Regions from separate parts of the Hordeum vulgare genome. Here region 1 is linked to region 2. The links are chromatin contacts, called in public Hi-C maps. All regions are on one chromosome and are shown on one strand. The core of a region is the stretch at or near the end of the contact, and the rest is flanking DNA. Distances in the headings are between cores, read along the strand shown. Region 1 holds the start of LOC123448775 (membrane steroid-binding protein 1-like). Region 2 holds the start of LOC123448773 (protein ROLLING AND ERECT LEAF 2).

Region 1 (6,806 bases), core at 2,047-4,546, 760 kb before region 2:
GCCTAAAGGAACCTTTCCACACTTTTTGATTGTATGTGATGTGAGGCCTTAGTATGGCAAAAAAAAAAACATCTTATCTAAGTGAGCCAAACAACCCCTAAGTTGGTTAAACTGCCTTACCTTATGCGCGGCAATCATAGGCAAACTTATTAGTCACAAACCAAATAACCCCATAATTTTGGTTACAGAGGAAGACAACGCTTGCTTAAAGAGCAAACCTTCTTGCCCCAAAAGAAAAAAATGCGACACATGATGCAATATACTTTATGTTTCCTCGTAAAAGAATTTTACTATCTCGTGAAACCCTTGTACAGGAGCGAGAAACCAAACTAAACCAACTGAAAAAAAAGTTATAGCTAACACGAGTCAGTATTCACCTTGAACACACATTTGACTTTCGGGCCCCATTTGAGGCTGATAAACCCCAAAACTACAAACACTTGTAGGATTTCCCTCCTAAAGCACCACTTATAGAATTCCTATGTTGTCAAAGCCTGATTTTGTTTTTCGAGAGTATGCCAATGGTGTGCCTTAACTTTATCGAAGGGGAGAAAAAACATTTACAGAGAGCAACAAACCCATGCGAACATGGATGTTGCAATTTAATCTATAGTGGTGGTATCTCATTATTGTGTTTTATATGCTTTTATGTTTTCAAAGTACCAGATGCAAATCAATGTAACCATGTTCTCCACATATATTACGAGTGTGTTTGGCTTGCCTGCATCGGTTTGTGATGATCTTACAAAATTGATGAGACAATATTGGTGGGAAGTTGACAGAGGTAAGAGGAAAATGGCATAGCTGAGTTGGGACAAACTAAGACTGCCCAAGAGCAAGGGAGGTGGGGTTCAGGGACATTTGTGCGTTTAACCAAGCCTTGCTAGCTAAGCAAGCTTGGAGATTGGTTGAGTCCCCTGATAGCCTTTGTGATCAATTGTTAAAAGCTAGATACTACCCCCAAAGAAAGTATTTCCGGTACAATATTCCTTGAAATTCTTCGATAGTATGGAAGGGTATTGCTCATGGATTAGAGCTTGTAGAGAATGGGATAATCTGAAAAATTGGGGATGGTGCGTCGGTAAGGACATGAAGAGGTCCATGGTCTCCTTGACAATATGATTTTCGTCCAAATACCCCTAAAAGGAGTTGTAGGTTGAACCGAGTCTCGGTCTTCTTGGATAACAATTTGGCTTGGATTGTGGACCGACTCGAGGAGCATTTATGGCCTATGTATGTTACATAGATTTTGAAAATTCAAACTTCTCCAAGGAATAGACATGATTTCATCGGTTGGTTTCCGGAATCATGTGGCTTATTTACGGTCAAGTCAGCTTATAGATTAGCAACCGAGATACACGATGAAGCTCATGCGGGTGGGATAGTAGTACAAGACCTGATGGTGACTGGACAATCTGGAATTCTAATGGAGATCAAAAGTTCCTCTAAAATCGAGCATCTTAGCATGGAAGACGGTGACCGGAGTACTGGACACTAATCTGGATAAGGTACGTCGCCATATCCGGACACGAAGCTCCTGCCCGATATGTGGCAAAGAGGCGAAGAGTAGTTTCCATGCACTGATTACATGTATGCATGATAGGCAAGTATGGCAAGGTCTTCAAAATATTTGCCCCCTTCCCGATGATGCACTACTAAGTGAGTTGGGCAAGGATTGGCTCTTGCAACTCATGTCTAAATGCACAGAACATAAGGGACATGGTGATCATGACCATTTGGCAGCTTCGGAATGAGATCCCGTTCAAGTTATAGTTGATTATCTGGACAACTATTACAAGCCGCTTAAGTTGGCAAGAAATTTTAATATGGACAAAATTATGAAGGGAAAAATGCCAATGATAGAGGAAGGCCAAGTTGTGTACAACAAACGTGCGTTGCCATGGCCTCATCCACCTGCATGTTGGAGTGCCCTCTATGTTGATGGCTCGTTCTTGAGCCATGATGGGCACACATTTGCTGGAATGGTTCTGCGGAATGAGGATGGTTTTGTGATCTTTGTAGCACATAGGTACATCTTTCACTACGATGACGCCCTAGAAGAGGAAATTCACGCTATCATGCAAGGTATGGCGTTGGCCATCGAGCATTCACACAAGCCGGTAATCGTCCAATCCGATTCTTCGAATGCCTTGGCAGTACTTTAAGGCGACACTCTTTCGAGATCAGCATATGGTCATTTAGATGCTGAGATTAAAACTCACATGGTTGTTACGGAGTTTGTTCCTTGTAAAATTGGTAGAGAGCAAAATAGGGCCGCATATCTTCTGTCACATTATAACCATATCCCAGTGTTGCACTGCGGTATGGTTGAACGTGGGTCCTTCGTTTTGTGAGGAGGACTTGTCTCATGATTGTAACCCTGTAATTTTAAAATAAACTCGTTTTCACCCAGCAAAAAAATACTCCCTCCGCCCGGAAATACTTGTCCTAGGAATGAATGAATCTAGACTTATCTTAATTATAGATACATCAAATATATCCAATTTTTAGGACAAATATTTTCGGACGGAGGGAGTACTATAAACCATGTTCTCAGAAAGGAAAAGGAAAAACATTTCGAGTACATATCCCTTTTTGTAGAATAATTTTGTGTGGGCCTATCCGGAATAAGCATGTCCTTAAGGGCCGGCTTTTTGCAAGGCCCAGCAGCAACGTGCCCCGCCCGGGCTATCTTTTGGCAACTGAAGAATACCATCCTTCATTTGGGAGGGACGTTTTGGCTCCTAGGTGCATTTGCACCCGGATGAACAGTAACACAAAAAATAATAGTAAACATTTTTCAAAAAATCTGTTTTTTTTAGATGTTTGTGTTAGTCTCGCAAGAATGCTTAGCAATTTTCATGCAAAATGGAGCAGTGATGTTTCATCGGTGAAAATAAATAAATTTGGGTGTGACATTTTAGGGTAACAATTGATGTTTAATTTTTTTCCTACACAGGATAAAATGCTTAACCTTTTTGCCTAAATAAATTCAGGTGAAAAAGAACTCATAAAAAATTTATTGTGATTTTTTTAACATTTCAAAATTCATTTCCCATTTTCGCACGTGTTTCCGAAAGCTGAATCGCATTTCCGCCCTTCACCCCCCTTAAAAAAAACCTCCCCTAGAAAAAAAAACCCACCTTTCGTCTCCATTCCCAGGCCCAGCAGCAACGTGCCCTACCGGGCTTATCTTTTCCCGGGCCTATGGTTCCCAAGCCCTATAAGGGAAAAAAACTCCCACTTTTTCTCTCCATTTGTTTTGCTACTAGAAAAAGAAGGAAAAAAGGACCGTGCGGCGTGCGCTGCGACTCCGCCGGCTTTCCCCTTTCTTCCCAGGTCGCCGAGTCAACATCCGTGACCGGCGGCAGAACCACCCTGCGCACCTAACCCCGTCCCCCCCAAAACCCAGCCACCGAACCCTAAGCTCCAGCGAGCCCCCATGGCAGCGCAGGAGATCGCGGACGCCGTGCAGGCTTACACGGGCCTCTCGCCCGCGGCTGCCTTCACCGTGCTGGCTCTGATGCTCGCCACCTACCTCATCGTCTCCACCCTCTTCATCGCCCCAGACGCCGCCGCTTCGGCACCGGCGGCCCAACCCAAGCCGCCTCCGCAGCAGGAGCAGGTGACGGAGGCGGAGCCGGAGCCGGAGCCGTTCGTGCCGCCGTTTCCGGACCCTGTGCAGGTGGGTGAGATCACGCTCGAGCAGCTCGGGGCGTATGACGGCAAGGATCCCGCCAAGTCGATCCTCATCGCCATCCGCGGTCAGGTCTACGACGTCTCGCGCGGAAGGTGAGGGTTATATTGTGCCTGGACAGATACGCGCATGACCTGAGTTTAACATTGTATAAATCATACCATGCTCGAGTAACTAGACTAGACTAATTGAGAGGGTGCTTGGATACGTTTTAGTCCCATGACTAAAAGTAATGAGACTAAAACTTGCTAGCCTCACCCATGCTTGGATCTAAGTACTAAAGAGACTAAAATCAAGTTAATGAGCATTTATTATCCTTCAAATCCTCCAATCCAGAACTTGCATGAGGAGTTAAATGAGGAGAGAGAGGACTAATGCACATTTTAGTAGGGGTATCCCTGACTAAAAGATTTTAGCCTCTAGACTAGTTTTAGCCTCTCTTTAGTCAGGGGTGCTTGGAACTTTAGCCTTTTAAAAAGACTAGTTTTAGTCTCTTGGATCCAAGCACCCTCTGAGAGAAACAGTTGGAAGCAGTACTACTATGAGCAAAGCACGTTAATATGGAGTGATGAAGAGCTTATCTAAGTTTTAGTAAAAGTTAGAAGCAAGATACATAATGTGTGCTAGTAACTGTAGGTAATTATTACATTGGTGACGTGGATAGTCCATTAAATTCCATTTGGAGACATGAGGCCTGAGTCTTTTCAGGTTGATGATGTTATACTAGGATAGGAGTCTCTTACTGAGAATGGCATTTTGGAGCGCGTCCTCCATGGAAGCCGAAATTTTTGGAAAAATCAAAATTCGAAAATTTTAGTTTCAAAAAATCTTAAAAAAATTATACAAGTAAACAAGGGTGTGATCCGTGTGTGTGTAAAATTTCAGGTCGAAATACTTTGAAACGCGACCTGTACAAAAAAGACAAATTCATGATCCGAAATGATGAATAATAACATGTGTTAAAAAGTCCCAGATTTGTCTTTTTTGCATAGCCCTCATTTCAAAGTATTTCGTTCTAAAAAGTTACACACTTATGTATTATACCTTCATCTATCTATGTATTTTTTTTCAGAATTTTTTGAAATGTTAAAATACGAAATTTGAAATTTGCTTTTGGAGGTCTCCATGAAGCTCGGCCTCCAAAAGCAATTTCCGTCTCTTACTGCCCTTCAATTGGTGGAGTGCAAAAATGGTGAACTTCACACATGTAATGAGGATTTGAGCAATCCAATATGGTTCTATGGGTTTGTTTGTTCTCAATAGATTTTGTTGTCATGGTGTTGCTAGACCTTTGGTTATTCTTGAATGCTTAGACCGGGAGTTTAACATGTACCTTGTGCATCTAAGCACCCGAGTATTTGATCAACTGGACTATAATCAATGGACATGATAGGCAATATTCAGTAAGTAGTCTGTACTCTCAGCTCTCGCTCACTTCTCTACATGGGTTATGGCGGTAGTCTCATGTTGATTTTAGCTACAATAACAGGTTAACTGACTTCAGTGCAGTATTCAAGGTGTTCGATTCGTAAACACTAAATTTAATATCTCCAATAATTAAATGGAACTCTTAGAATGTAACTAAAAATACAATGAATGTTTGTACGGTACTTGTCTGTCCGTCCTTATATTACCCTGAAACGCAGTAGGAAAAGAGAGAAAGGGTTCCAGTAGGCTGTCAAATAAAAGAACATGTTGTGCTTAATTTTTTTCTCTTTGAATCACTTCTGGGAGCTTTGAAGCTGTACTCCATTTTTAACAAAGACTATCCATTGGTATAATGATTTGATAAGGTGAAGTTTCCATTTGCAATCTGGCCAGATGTTCGTTCACAGTATGTTAATATTAGGAAAATAACTACAGCAAGTGTTGAGAACTGTTCATTCACAATGTTTGTTAAAACGTACATTGTATAGAGGCTGTCGATTAATTTGGATTGTATTTTAACTCTGCACCACTTATACTATACTAGGCTCTGTGTACTTAATGTGATGAGTAGCACTTACTTTTTATCTCTAGTTTCTTCATTTCTTATAGTGCCAATGTTGTGTTGTTTGTGTCCACCTTATTTCTTCAGAAGCACATTTTATTGTTGCCTTACTGATCATAGTATCATGTGTCATCTCTCCTTGTTTTGCTCCACGTTTGTCTGTAAGGTATTGTAGTTGGTGAAATCATTTGGTGCTGTAGTTTATTGTCACATTGTTTGTCCTGATGTCTGCAATTAGCAGTACACTAGTACATGGCTAGTGTCGGTTACCCTTAAAGTCATTGTTTTGTTTAACTATTATTCATCTTATGAGTCTGCTGTTTCAACAGACAGCAAGCATATTCTTATTCGTTGTTGAGACTGACTTGACTCTAGAGTTTGTAGTGCAGTTCTGTAGCTGGTATTCATTTGGCCCTAATACCGCCAAGAAATTAGGTATATACTAGGTCTGAATCCTTGATACAATCTTTTGCAAGGGGTGTCTTGTGGATCTGAGTTCAGATATGAGCTCGGTACTTGTGCACTATATTGGATGTTAATAATTAGGTTGAACATGCTTTCCACGTCCGCATGAGAAGTCGAAAATGAGTTTGTTTATCTGGACATCATGCACAAATATGATACTCCCTCTGTCCCAAAATTCTTGTCTAAGAATTATCTATATACGAATGTATCTAGTCACATCTTAGTATTTAGATACATCCATTTCTAGACAAACCTAAGACAAGAATTTTGGGACGGAGGGAGTATATTTTTAGATGTGTAATTCCATTTGATGACTATCATACAACTTGTTATGCCCTCGAAGTAGTAGGATCTTGCTTGTGTCATTGTGTGTGTACAGTGCAGACTGTTGATCATTGATGACTCTGTTGTGTGTTTCTTTCTTGACCCCAGGCTGTTTTATGGACCTCAAGGACCATATTCCTTGTTTGCCGGGAGGGATGCATCTCGGGCCCTGGCATTGATGTCATTTGACCTTAATGACCTAACTGGAGACTTGGAAGGCCTGAGTCCAGACGAACTGGAGGTTTTACAAGACTGGGAAGAGAAGTTCAAAGAGAGGTACCCTGTGGTGGGTCATCTTCCTCGTGAAAACGCAACAGCTGGTGCTCAGCC
Region 2 (6,699 bases), core at 2,148-4,647:
GCTGCAAAAAAGCCTGGTGCCTTTAATACGCGTGCTGCATTATAATTACTCAAGTTAACAAAGGTTATAATTAAACTAGAAAGAGAAGGGACAGCGAGTAATAATGGTCATGGGTACAAGTAATATTAATATAGTTTCACATCATGAGGCCTGCAGTGTTGCATCCAGAACCTTTCTATCATTTGTTTTGAAGCAAAGCTCCATCAAAATAATACAGAACAGTAATCTAATTAATTGAGTTCTAACCTCTTTCTTCGGGTAGCAAAGGGCGGAAATTGACTTTATCTGCTTCAAGCATCCTCGGGACTTCCTTGCCAGAATCAGATGCCTTGATAAATAAGATTTCAACCTCTTTCATGGATGTATACAGGTCCTTTACCCCATTTCTAACATCACGAAAAGGTTCCTTCGATTTCCTGTTTATAGGATGAGCGGCAACCGAAGATGCCACTTGTTTCACAGGACTCGTCACAGGGGTTTCATCAGTTTCATACATGCTAATGTCAAGTATCCTATTGTCACTTTTTGGCTCAAGTACCGTGTTTTCACTTTTTGGCTCCTCCGTTTTGGAATGAATATTTTCCAAGGCAACCTTATCTGCAATATTTTCCAAGGCAACCTTATCTGCAATATTTTCCAAGGCAACCTTATCTGCAATATTTTCCGAGGCAACCTTATCTGCCAAATTTTTTAAGACAACCTTATCTGCAGCAGGATGTGCAGGTGACTTATCTGTTACAATATTTTCAACAGGTGTATCATTGCGGTTCTTGAACATCCGCACTAAAGGTTCAGAAGATGGGTTCTCAAAATCATCTTCTGAGTCTGCAAAATCATCCTCCCTTCCACTCATAGTAGATTGCTCTCCATCTCTGACATCTGGAGTTTTCTCCTGTTGCGAGAGCCTAACATCACCAGCATGAGCATGTGACTTCTCCAATTCCTCCTCAAGCTCTGGAATTCCTTCCTTCTCCCGAAGGCGCCTAATATCATCAGCATTTTCAAAATCATGACCAGATTCCTTCTCATCATGAAACGACAACTGGCTCTCAACAGGTTGAAAAAGGCCAAAGTAGTCCCATGGTGGTGTCCCTGGAGGAGCTTCAAATGTAGAACTATCATCCAAATCATGTACAGTTTGTATGGGAACCGAGGATGAAGTCTCCAGAGTTGCTGTTACAGGAACAGGCACCTTTTCCTCAACAGTCCTTGCTGGGTTCCTCCCGGCTTTCATATGATTGACATGGAAACGCCCTGAAGATAGTGGGGATGGAGCTGGGGAGAAGGAGTCACTGGCCGGATGTGATACAGATGGGGAGAGGTTCATCGATCTATGCCTCATGCCAGGAGGCTCTGGTGTTGCAGATGTTGATGTGTATAATGAAGAGTCTGTTGGCACTTCAGGTTCTACAAATTTTCTCAGAGCAAACCCTGCGTGCCTCAACGACTGAATATACGCAAAGTGAGCAGTTGCAAGTGCACATCTCCCTTCAAGTGCCTCTTTCACATAACGTTTTCTTTCCTGGCACAAGACAAGAGCCTTGTCATCTTCACTCGTTGCTCGTGTAGATCCCATTTCAATGTGTGTCACTCTCAATGCTGAGCAAATTTTAGATGAACATGCAAAGTCACAGCCATGCACCGCAGAGCAAAGCTCTTATTGAAGGGAGATGTTTTTGTATAAAACGATGCAGAGACAGTGCAACTTCGTACCTGCATTTCCACATGGTAAGTAATTTACGATTAGATAATATCCAAAAGTTTACTTAGCTGACAAGGAAGAAAGATAACCCTACGTTTCATCAGAAGTTGTGCATAGCCATTAGAGTCAGTCTATTCAAAAGGAAATTTAAATCTTGATCGCCATTGTATATGCTAAATATTCTACAAAAACTCGGCATGCATCATTCACAGGCAAGCACTTTGGGTACAGCACATAAATTGACTTCCAGTAAAACTAGCCTGCTCAAATCAGTCCAAAAATTTTATCTCTTCTCGGCAAGCACTGAGGAACTCCAAATAGAAATACAGAAACTGAGCTCAGATGCTGGGAACAAAACCAGCAATTAACCTCAATACGTGTTAGAAGCCTAGGCCCAGCAGCTCCAGGTCCATCGGCATACGTTCGGACGTTTCCGGTGCGCATCGGACACTCCACTACAAGCGAAGAGCCCACAACATCCCAAAAGACCGGCCTGAAGGGAGTGTGGCACTCTTCCTTATAAGGAGCTCCTAGCCTCCTCCCGTATCCGAGGTTGGACTAAAATCACTAGCACTGTCCAAGGTCAGGTTCCTGACAATACGATCCTTCATTAGCTAGAAGACTTTTTCCCTAGTCCATACCGGTAAGTAGCATATACAACGAGACTGTGACCAACTCCACTTAAACGACCAGGCCAGGATGCATTTCAAGAATATGTGATTTCCCCCCTATAAATCCTCAATAATAAACCAATTAAAGAGAATACACACAGAAAATTCCTCGGTTGTCTCGCCAAAAAACTTATAGAACCAAGCACAAACCTAATTTATGCAGTATCAAGCCACCGCGTGAATCCCTTAACCAACTCAAGTGTATTCTCTCAATCTTGGACAAGCCATGTGAAGCAGCAGATTAGGCGTTATGGGGTTCTCAAACAGCACGAATATAAGTTAATTCCAGGGAGGAACGTCCAAATTATTTCGAAGGATCAGCACGTCTTGGACTAAACCAACCCTCTTGGGCTAAACGAGCTCAAATGAGTTGTGGAGCAATAAAGAAGACGCATATAAGAAGGAAAAGTTTGAGCTTTAGCAATCCGGCCAGCAAATACGTACAGTAGTGGTCAGCCCATTGCGACCACCCACCCAATTCACGGCCCTATCCATCACCGCATCGAACCATCCATCCACAGGTTCTCCATTGATATCAGTAAGTACACGCTAACGCGGACGAAGAAAACGAACTGATCTTGAGCGCGTACTAACAGCAAATAAAAAAGGAAACCCCCACGGAAACATCAAGGATCCAAGTTTTGCCTCGCAGCGGTCATGGAGCACACAAGTAACACTCAATTCACCCACCCCAGCGCCAGACCCACCGCAATTGGCCTAATCAGCGCGGAGAAACCGCCCAGAGCAATCCGGGGGGGGGGGGGGGGGGGGGGGGGGGGAAGTCGGGAAGAGAATCACCTGGCTTGGCCACGAAGAGGGAGCGTTGGGCACGGGATCTCGGGCTGACGGCGGCCGCGTCGGGTTGGCGGTGTGGAGGAGGTCGGCACTAGCTGGTCGTCGAGTGGGATGGAGAGGAGGAGAGAAGCTTCGAAGATGATGAGCAGGTGCGGGTGCGGGTGCGGGCGGTGCCTCCTGCCGTCCTGCGGCAGATGAGAAAGATGCGTACGCGCGTGTGTGCCTGCGGCTGCGGGGTGGGGTCACAGGCTGGTGGGAATGGGAACCCGACGTGTACAGGGAGGCGTGTGCCCGTAGCCTGGCTCTGGCCCACTGTCCACGAGGGAGGATGGAGCCGAAAGGCAAAAGGCTGAACGGCTGGCATTTGTTCTCTTCCCTTCTTTTACAATCGAGAGTTTTCTGTGGGTTTTGTCCAGAATGCAATGTGCTAGAGGATGGCGTCTGACGCATGTTTTACCATTACGATTTGATATGGACGCTTTTACCGAAAATGCCTTTTGAAGCTCAGCCTTCATGGAGTCCGGTTTTTTAAAAACCCAAAATCCATATTTTTATAATTTAAAAAAATCTAAAAAAATGCAGATATACGTGAAGGCATAACACATATGTCTGTGAGTTTTTAGGACGGAATACGTTTAAATAAGGGCTGTAAAATAAACAAATTTGAGGCTTTTAACACATCATACTATTCATCCTAGAAGTCTAAACATTTATCTTTTTTTATACAGATTGCATTTAAAGGTATTTTATCCTAAATTTTTACACACACATACATTCCATCCCTGTATAGTTACATATTTTTTTCAGAATTTTTTGAAGTCGAAAAGTTTAAATTCTAATTTTTCTTTTAAATAAAGGGTTCCATGAAGCTCGGTCACCAAAACGCCCTACTTCGCTTTTACACCGAAAATCAAAAAAATGAGTTGATTGATATTCCTGATTTATTAGGTTTTATGATGTTCGGTTTGATATTTCCATCGTTAATTGTTTGAGTTCAGGTGTATCGTCGGTTTCATCCTATGTAAACTGACTCAACCATGACCATATATACCTAGATGGTATGTCTTTTCTCTAACTTCGCTATTTTGCTGGCACATGTAAGCGTGACTCTAGACTTATGTATGATGCACGCCTCATAACCCAATTCGTTCGTGCCTCTGCTTCTGAGAATCATCTTCAAATGGGCTCCAATATCTCAACCTAGTCGCTTTCCGACAATAATTTTAGATTTACTTTCACAAAGCCCAACTACAAACAACTTTTCGACAGGTGCTCATATTGGCATAGGTCTCCAGCATCTTTTTTTTTGTTCTACCTCTCCTCTAGCTAGTATGGGTCTTCCACCGTGAATCTGTCGCCTAAGGAGTCTGGCAGAAAAGACATAGAAAGTCACGACCGGGTCACTCAACCCAGAACCAACAAGTTGGCACCAACCGATGAACCCTTCACAAACGCACGAAACAAAATACCAAATCGCCCCTTCCCAGCAAGGAAATAACTCAAACACGCGGGAAATCCTATTGAACATGCAACGTGTTGAAGGATGACCAAACACATGCCTCACGACGATTGCTTCACTTGGCTAGCAGCTACCCTATTGGGCCACGACCCATCTAAAAAAGTGAAGACAAAAACAAAGAGGAAGGAAATTGATGAAAAAGTAGATAGAATATTCTAAATGTTTCAATAAAATAAAATATTTTCGCTGATTTTAAAAAGTTCGAAAACAAAAAATGTTCATGAAGTTAATTTATTATGGATTTGAATAAATGTCAGTAAATTAAAAAACCATGAATTTTGAAAATAGTAGGAAATTTAGAAATTGTTTTCCAATTTATAAAATGTTCAATTTTGCAAATTTTCGAAAATGTTCCCCAAAATCCAAAAAATGATTGTGAATAAAAATTCTCATGAGTTTAGAAAATGTTCCCGGATTTCAAAAGAAATTCCCCGATATTCAGAATTGTTGATGAATTTTAAAAATGTTCACACAATTAAAAAATATTCATAAATTTAACGATTTGTTTATCAATTAGAATAGAAGCACCACACTCAAGTGCGAATAGGTCCAACAACACATAACGGGTCCTCTCGCTCACATGTGGAGCCATGAATGCAAAAAACTACCTCGATGCACGAGAAGGCTTCACTTTTGTGAGCTTAGCAACTTAAGAGATTTGATGGTGGCATCGCATTACCATCGCAATGGCGCAGTCTCTCTACTTTATTTTTTTCTCCTACTTCCTAGGCATTTTTGTATGAATACCTTCAAGTCTCGGCACCACGAGAGATTTTATTCGATACTAACAAGCCACTTCGGATTATTCATGCTCAGAGGTCAAACACAAATTCAATTATTCAGAATCCCGTTGTTTATGTTCAGGAACTACCAACCCAAATATTTCACTTTGCAAAACCTTATATTTGTTGGTCACTTCCAGGCGTCACATTTCATCGGCACTTTCGAGCCGTCTCAGATTGCTCGGAAGTGCCGATGGACTATGATCGGCGCTTCCAAGCATCACATTCCATCGACACTTCCGAGTCAACATGGGGGAATCATCACATCATGAGTGTTTGTATCCTTTAAACTCTACCTCCTCCTTACTTGGAAGATTGTTACTTTTCCGCTGCTCGTTATTGTTGATATTTTGGATGTTAAGTTGGTTACGTGGTTGTCTAGTCCTTGTCACCTTAAGCTAAAATTCCCAGCACTTAAACGTGGAGTGGAACTTTTTAATAGGATTATCCATCCCCCTTTAGTCTTTAGACCTTGATCCCAATTGTAAGAGCATATTTCTTCATGTGTGGTTTTGGTAATTGATGGCAATACCTATGGACTAATGGTTGCCTTGAGTTATATTTGAAGGATTTGTCCATAGGCACTTATTGAAGTCCATCTGTTGGTTTCAAGGAGTTTATATTGTGACCAAGGTGGTATTCAAGGTATTATCCAAAGATTGGTCATGTGAGAGTTGAGCTTACTGCAAGCATGTCTTGAAGAAGAAGATTGTGTGAGCATTCATGTTTACCTTCAAGACATCATCTTTGTGAAGAGAGAAGATAAGATACAAGGTTGATCAAGACTAAGTCAAAGAATGAATCAAGTTGATCAACACACAAAGCGTACAAGATGTACCGAGAGGGATAAAGTGATCTCGTGGTGTGGTAAGCATTGTCCATTACACTTTGTGTACTAACCCATGGTCTACATGAGAGTTATATGTGGGGTTAGGTATGTTTCCATGGGCTCGCGTCAAGAGGAAGACCTCATACAACCCATGGAGGATGACATCAAGCGGTGATCGTCATCTAGATTGCAGAGTGCAAGTTCAAGTGGAGCATCACAAAGAGATCATGCTTGAAGCTTGCCATCCATTGTAGTGGCAATGGACTCGTGAAGATGTGTCAAACCCATAGTGGGCTATGGGGGAGAAATCAACCAGTCTTCATCGAGCCAACGCAATCAAGAAAGGTGGTCCATCTCGAGGAAGTCAAGATCACCACACTACTGCAGGATGGTCCATACGC

What was found. Hi-C and Micro-C count contacts between places; a contact is called where the count stands out from the background.
Region 1: a Hi-C map of seedling shows a contact between it and region 2, with 4 times the contacts expected there. The contact joins the promoter of LOC123448775 here to the promoter of LOC123448773 in region 2. A contact is called at or near these places in 2 of 6 Hi-C or Micro-C datasets (leaf and seedling) and 1 of 1 datasets of contacts at active chromatin or transcription factors (embryo).

The regions. Positions count from the first base shown.
Region 1 is chr4H:411,839,613-411,846,418 of MorexV3_pseudomolecules_assembly, reverse strand. It overlaps LOC123448775 (membrane steroid-binding protein 1-like), which reads left to right and starts at 3,296. Exons shown (of 2, transcript XM_045125777.1): 1 at 3,296-3,792; 2 at 6,585-6,806. The coding sequence starts at 3,443.
Region 2 is chr4H:411,076,307-411,083,005 of MorexV3_pseudomolecules_assembly, reverse strand. It overlaps LOC123448773 (protein ROLLING AND ERECT LEAF 2), which reads right to left and starts at 3,397. Exons shown (of 6, transcript XM_045125773.1): 1 at 3,172-3,397; 2 at 247-1,599; 3 at 1-34. The coding sequence starts at 1,576.